Regions from separate parts of the Mus musculus genome. Here region 1 is linked to region 2. A link is a contact called in public HiChIP or PLAC-seq data. All regions are on one chromosome and are shown on one strand. Each heading gives the region's core, a stretch centred on a gene start, on an enhancer-like site or on the middle of the called end of the contact. The rest is flanking DNA. Distances are from core to core; before and after follow the strand shown.

Evidence for each region. HiChIP or PLAC-seq counts read pairs in DNA pulled down with a chosen protein or histone mark.
Region 1: an H3K27ac HiChIP or PLAC-seq map of SST interneurons shows a contact between it and region 2, with 4 times the contacts expected there. The contact joins two enhancer-like sites. A contact is called at or near these places in 2 of 115 datasets of contacts at active chromatin or transcription factors (SST interneurons and astrocytes).

Annotation. Positions count from the first base shown.
Region 1 is chr4:6,029,193-6,032,393 of GRCm38.p6, forward strand. No RefSeq gene overlaps it. Among named protein-coding and RNA genes, the nearest start is that of Ubxn2b, 160 kb to the right of the region's middle. Within about 2 kb of position 1,574, at least 5 of the 459 cell types and tissues checked have an H3K27ac peak or open chromatin away from gene starts, as enhancers often do. A contact at or near this core is called in SST interneurons, where this site is marked.
Region 2 is chr4:5,677,279-5,680,493 of GRCm38.p6, forward strand. All of the region lies in intron 1 of Fam110b (family with sequence similarity 110, member B), which reads left to right. Among named protein-coding and RNA genes, the nearest start is that of Gm24337, 8.9 kb to the right of the region's middle. Within about 2 kb of position 1,258, at least 55 of the 459 cell types and tissues checked have an H3K27ac peak or open chromatin away from gene starts, as enhancers often do. A contact at or near this core is called in SST interneurons, where this site is marked.

The DNA.
Region 1 (3,201 bases), core at 324-2,823, 350 kb after region 2:
CTGGGTATAACCATCATGTTATTGAAGCACCGATAAAAAGCAAAGTCATTGTGTGAAACTCAGAACTACAGAACACCACTGTTTCTGTCAGCTCGTGCAACCTAAACTTGGGAAGAGAAACCTCAACCAGAAAAGCCAAGTCTGTGGAGCATTTGATGGCTAAGCGCTACAAGATGGCTCAGAGAAGACTAGACAATTGTCCAATTTATTGTCCAATTGACACAGGGTAAGGTCATCTGAGAAGAAGGAACCTCAATTGCAAAAATATCTACGTAAGAGTAGCCTACAGGCAAACCTTTTGGGGATTTTCTTGATCGATAATTGGTTTAGAAGGTTCCAGCACATTGTGGGCAGTTCTATCTCTGGGAGGATGGACCTGAGGTAGATGAGCATGTAAACTGACCAAACCATGAGTAGCAAGCCAGTAAAGACATTCCTCCATGGTTTCTATTTCAGTTCCTGACTACAGGATCTTTTCTTGAGCTCCAGCTCAACGTCGCTTAGTGATGGACAGGTGAGATGAAGTAAATCTTTGCCTCCCCTCGCTGCTTTTGGTTGTGGTGTTTGATCACAGCAATAGAAACCCTATGACAGCCATGACCATAATCACTGCAATATCAACCTAACTGGAAGAGAAGTTGGTCCCAGTTCCATGACATTGCTGTGACAAAGCTAGTCATGTTCATTTGGGAAGGATTGGGGAAATATTTGTAAAGTTGAGTTGCAAATGTACTGAGTACTCAGAGTTTCATGAGCTGTTGTGGGGACTTGGAAAATAGAAATGCTAAGAGCAATGTAGATGATGGAGACCAGGATTACGAAGCTTCAGAAGGAAGCAAAGACTTGACCAGAGCTAATGTAAGACTCTGTGCTTTCTTGTTAACTACAGCCGAGAATGCAGCTACAATAAACGAGAGCCCAGCATCACTGAACGTGAAGCCATTGCGTTACCGGAACGACAGCTTTCCTAGGACGCATGAGTGCTACTTTTTCACTAACTATAGGTTTTTGACCCAGTCTTCTGTTCTTCTCTGAAAGTAAAGTTTTTCGAGTTATCCAAGGCCAGAATCGTCCCTGCTTCCATGTAGCTTCGCTGCCTTAAATTTCAGTCCCAAATTTCTAACAACCCGCTTTCTGTGTTGCCCCATGATGCCCTTGATATGTGGCCACCAGCATTTTAGGCTAAGTAATCCCAGTTTTCTAGAGTCTTAGTGATTTTTGATACTGAACTTAAGCTGTCAGTGCCTGATGGTTTGTGTTTCTTTCCTTCAGTTCTCTCTTAATCACATATAACCTAACTTTTCATCCACTCTATGCCACCAAAACTGTTCTGGACATTGTCACCAGGGACTTACTGTGTCCAGGCTATTTCTGGGTCTCTTGTTACTTGGCAGATGGTGGTATTTGATGCATATATCAGCCACCTGGTGACTCCTTCACTCATCATCAGTCTCCTTTTGTATCCTCCCACAAAGCTATGGGCTGTGACTTCTGTGTGTATTTACTCTGTGATTCAAGATTCATGCTTCTGGATGTCATTGATGCTAATGGTGTGAGCATGCATATTCATTCCTGCTTGAAATAGACTCAGATATTCTTTTTCCCCCTGTAGAATGGAACTGAGATTGCAGGAATCCATTCAGTATTCATTTCATTCAGCTAGAAAACATTAATTCAATTCAGGCAGATTGTCATCCTAAAATTTGGACTCATATATCCAATTATTTCCTCAAAAATCTCAACTGTTGCGATAAAACGTTGACATTTCAGACCTGACAGTTTCAAAATAACAGCCCTTATATCCTTACCTTTAAAATGGTGGGAATGTCTGAGCCCTCTCCTGTTCAGTGAGCAACCCCTCTGTGTTTGATGTGGTTTTAGGCTAAAGCCTCCAGTCATCTCTGACACATCTCAGGGCTTCCTTGCTGCATCACTCTGAACCTTTCAAATTTATTTTCAAAAACCACCCTGAAGGCATTCACTTTCTAATCTCTTTTGCTGTCACCAGGTACACCTGTTACTGTCTGTTTTCGGGCTTTTTAAAATAACTTCTTTTCTGTTCTACTTCTAATCCTGATTGTGCCTTTTCTGGTATCTACATATTAACTGCATTTGGCATTTTTAAAATCACAAGTCACAAATGTCACTTTGCATAGACTCTGAAGGACTTCCATTCTCAATTCAAGAAAGTCCATACAAACACACAGCACGTGAACTATTACACACACACACACACACACACACCTACAAACTTAGCTCTAGGGCCCAGAGTTTTCAAGACTCATACTTTGAAAGACATAAAACTCAACTTCATTGAGCCTAAAATATTTTATTATTAATCATATCTAAGAGTATACATGTACACATGAGTACAGTTGCCCACAGAAGACAGAATATCACACAAGTACCCCTGGGGATTGAGTTACGGGGGCTATTGGGTAGCCCAGAATGGATGTTGGATACGACCCTGTGGTAGTACTACAAGGGCAGTACATGCTTTTAATTGCTAAGCTGTCTCAATATTCTCAAAGACCAATTCTTTTTAAATTCCTATCAGTAAGCATGGCTTGAGATTTGACATCTACATATTCTCCTAAAATGCTAAGTTTTATGGATGAATATCAAGTTCTTCAGCAGCCCAGGACTGACTCATCAGAGTCCATGGTTGGCTATTAAAGAAGTTCCCTTTTTCTGGGATCTCATGAGTCCCACACCACAGCTGCCGCCTTCCATCGTTATACTGCATACTCTGTCCTAGCCTCCCTGAGACAGAGCAGCAAATCATCCCCAGGAGAATTTCCCAGCATGCATGCCTCACAGCTGCTTGTTCTAACACTTAATCTTACAGGGAAAGATGAAACCATTTGATCTCAAACATAGTCATCTCTTCATCAGCAAGCATGTGAGTAAGTGTAAAAAAAAAACAAAAAAAAAAAAAAAAAAGAAAAAAGAATCATAAACTGTTAGAGTCCCATGTGCATTTTGATGACATCTAATCCCAGGACAGGTGACCTTCCTATGATGGGCCCTACTTTAGGGTATGGTGGCCGTGTATCCCCTGTTGTAAGAATACAGTTTTAGTGATATAAACAGAGTTCTCAACAGTAAGTTAAGAAAAATACATGGCTATGGCTCCAGTAAAACTTTATCCCTGAAATCCTGCAACTCTCTGGATTGCTCTGTGGGCTACAGTTTATAAGC
Region 2 (3,215 bases), core at 8-2,507:
TGGGACTCTAATATCACTAAATTATGATGGAATTTAGCTGTTTATTTTTTCTCTTCAAAAGCATGAAAGTAGGCAATAATAATAATAAATATGAAAAAGAAATTGAGCCCAAAAAAATCCCCCAAACAAACAAAACCCCACTGGTTGCAAAATTGCATAGTGCAAAACCATTTATTTTACTTTAGATCACAACAAATTAAACTGAACTCAGACTTCACGCATATTTAAAGTGCTCTAATATAATTCTAAAAGTATATGATTTTATTGACTTAAATCCCTGGAATCCCATGTAAAACAGTGTCATTACATTTCACATATCAAGGAAGCAAAGGGAGGCACACAAGTTCAGTCATCATTTCTGTTCAATTTAGTGCTGAGATCTACTCTGCGCTTTTGCTCCGCATCACTGCGTAATCAAACTGAAGCAGACAGTGCGGAAAGGTTTGCAGGTGATAGTTGGATGGAGGGGGATGGATTATTCTTAGTTGTTATTAAAGTAGACATTTTCAGGCTTTCTCTGCACTTTTTGAAGCCATATAAATCTAGGTCACAATGCACAGGCTTACTAATATAAACTTTATGTGCAGTATTCACCATGCCTCCGTCCAGAAAGATACACATGGTAGCTGGGAGTCTGGCAGAGACCCCAGTGGTGTGTTCCTTAACCATTATACGTTACGATTTCAAGTAATTCCTCAGATACTAATTATTTTTCTATCCATGCATGGAAAGTGCCTCTCAGTAGAGAAGATGTCTGTGCAGCCAGAATTTCTCTGCTTCATGCTGCCTCTCACTTTGAAAGATGCAGTCCTTTGCTACTGTGGCATCTGACAAAGGCAGATGTGGGAGGAAGAGAGAGTTAAAATTTCCAGCACCGAGTCTTCTTGTGAGCTGCCAGATGTCTGGATAAACATTGCTTTCATGATTCATCCAGCCATCCCCAAACACAGTGAAAGCAGTCTCACATGGAGTAGATGTGGGAAACCACTTCCCTTAGGGAGCCTCAGTTTCTCACCAGTTTTTAAAAATGCAGCATGTTGGTTAGGGCCAGCCACATGTCCAATCAAAGCTTTTTTTTTTTTTTTTTCTTCCCTTTCTTTCTTTCCTGAGAATGGCCTAACCCACAGCTGCCTACAGCTGTACAGGAACACTCGTCTGAGGCCAGGTCAGTGTGGCGTTTGGGGCACAGGGACAGCTGTAACAAATACACTCCTTTCTCCCTTTACAAGAACTGAGTTCTCAAAGTACAAGCTCCCTTTCCTTTGAGGAGCTCTGCTCTGGTGTCTTAGCAGCTCCTTCCTGCTCACCCAGTCCCAGGAGCTAAAGCCTAATCCCAGCGTTCTCCAAGGGATGCTGCGTTGGAGGCCTGGGAATCCCAGGGTGATTCTCGGGTCCCTTGGGGCTGCTTGAGCACCCATTTTCTGATTTTGTTGTTTCCTCAAACCAATTTAAAGCCTGCTATAGCAGCTCAGTTTGAGCAGGGCCTCCAACCCATATATCCCCTCAGAGTCTTAGGGAATGCAGTGCCTTCTGTTATTCAATGAAAACTGGTTTCATCTCAGTGCTCTTTGACATCCCTCTCATTGGTCAGCAGGATGTTTAGTCTATGTCCATCTCTTTTCAGAAATCCCGAGCTGGACACTGAGAACGTCAGTCCTATCTTTTCTGAGTCTTGAATCAAAAGCTTCCAGGACTCTATGGCCTAGAAGTGAAATTAAAGGTAACCGTATTTTAAAATGTATTATTAAACTCACATATAAATCCACCCGTAAGTAAAGACATTCTTTTATGTGCTGAATGGAGTCTTGGTATCCTTATTTTTTTAGTTTCATTTATTTTCTCTTTCTTTTTTCCCCTCCTTCCCTCCTGCCCTTCTATTTGCTTCCTTTATTTTCTGTATTTATTCAGCACACACGTGTGGAGTCCTTTCAGGGCCCAGTGTTTGGGACACACATACCTTAACCCTCCCTACAGCCGTCTGGTTGCATGGAAGGGGCTGGAGGAGAACCCATCTGAGAATGTCATCCCCACCTCAGTTCAGAGGCTTCTGGTGCTGGTCTGACCAAGGCCAGCAGCTACTCAAGTACCTTCTTCCTTCCTCACCCCGGCTGTCCCTGAAAGGAATGCTCTCGTCTGTGTACTGACGTGGCCATTTGCTTACAGCAGCCTTTCCTAAGTTATCTGAACCTACTTTATGTTTGTATTTATTCTTCCCACTCAGGAATGTTAGAATAGAATTACTCACGGGGTTAGCACAGCAGCAACCATACTACTCCCCAGAGAGTTACTATGCAGACATTTCCCTAGACCTGAGACCTGGCATGGCAGGTCCAAGAGGAGCAATTTTTTTCTATTCCTGTCCTATTTCACAGTAAAAATACAGGTGCACCAAAGTGCTAGATAAAATCACCTTCCCTCCGTATATACAAGGTCTTTGTATAACATGAATGCATTTCCCATTTAGATACAGCCTGTATGTGTACACAGTTTATGCTCTACTGATTGCAGGATGCAGATAGTTACATTTTTCCCCACAGTTCTGCAAGTACCGAATGAGTTGGCATATATAAAATATGCTGTTCCAGGCACAAAGTGCACACCTTGTCGTGTGAGGAAGCCCTCAATGACCATGATATAAGTCAATAGTGTTATCATGGTATGTTTGTAACAGGACAAATGCTTTCATTCAGAATGCTGACGAGAGCGCAACAGTAGGAGGGAATCCCGAAAGCTCCTAGTTCAGTAACCTCATTGTTTGTTCAATAAATAATTGCCTCCTCCTTGATCATAACATTTCATTCATAAAAGCTATGCCTCTGAGTGGCAATTGGAGTGAATAGCTCTATATTTCTAAATCTTTCTGTTCTTTCCGTTACTATCTAAATACAAAGAGCAGTATAGTCTTGAGTTTTTATAAGTTTAAAAGCAATTAAATGTACAACAGTATTTGTTCTATCTTATTAGATGGAGTTTCTTCTTATTCTTAAAGATAAAAGGCTTTGAAATATCATCACATTCATTCTATGTACTTTTCTAAAACTTTAAGGAGCAAACCAACCTGAAATTGAACAACACACATACACTATACATAACTTAAATGCAGCTTACTTAAATTTTCGCTTTCTTTTCTGTGTCCTTTGAACTGAAAACACAGTTAAATCTGTCACCTTAGAGAATTTCCTAAGCAGTCATTTCATAGGATTTGCTTTGTGTGC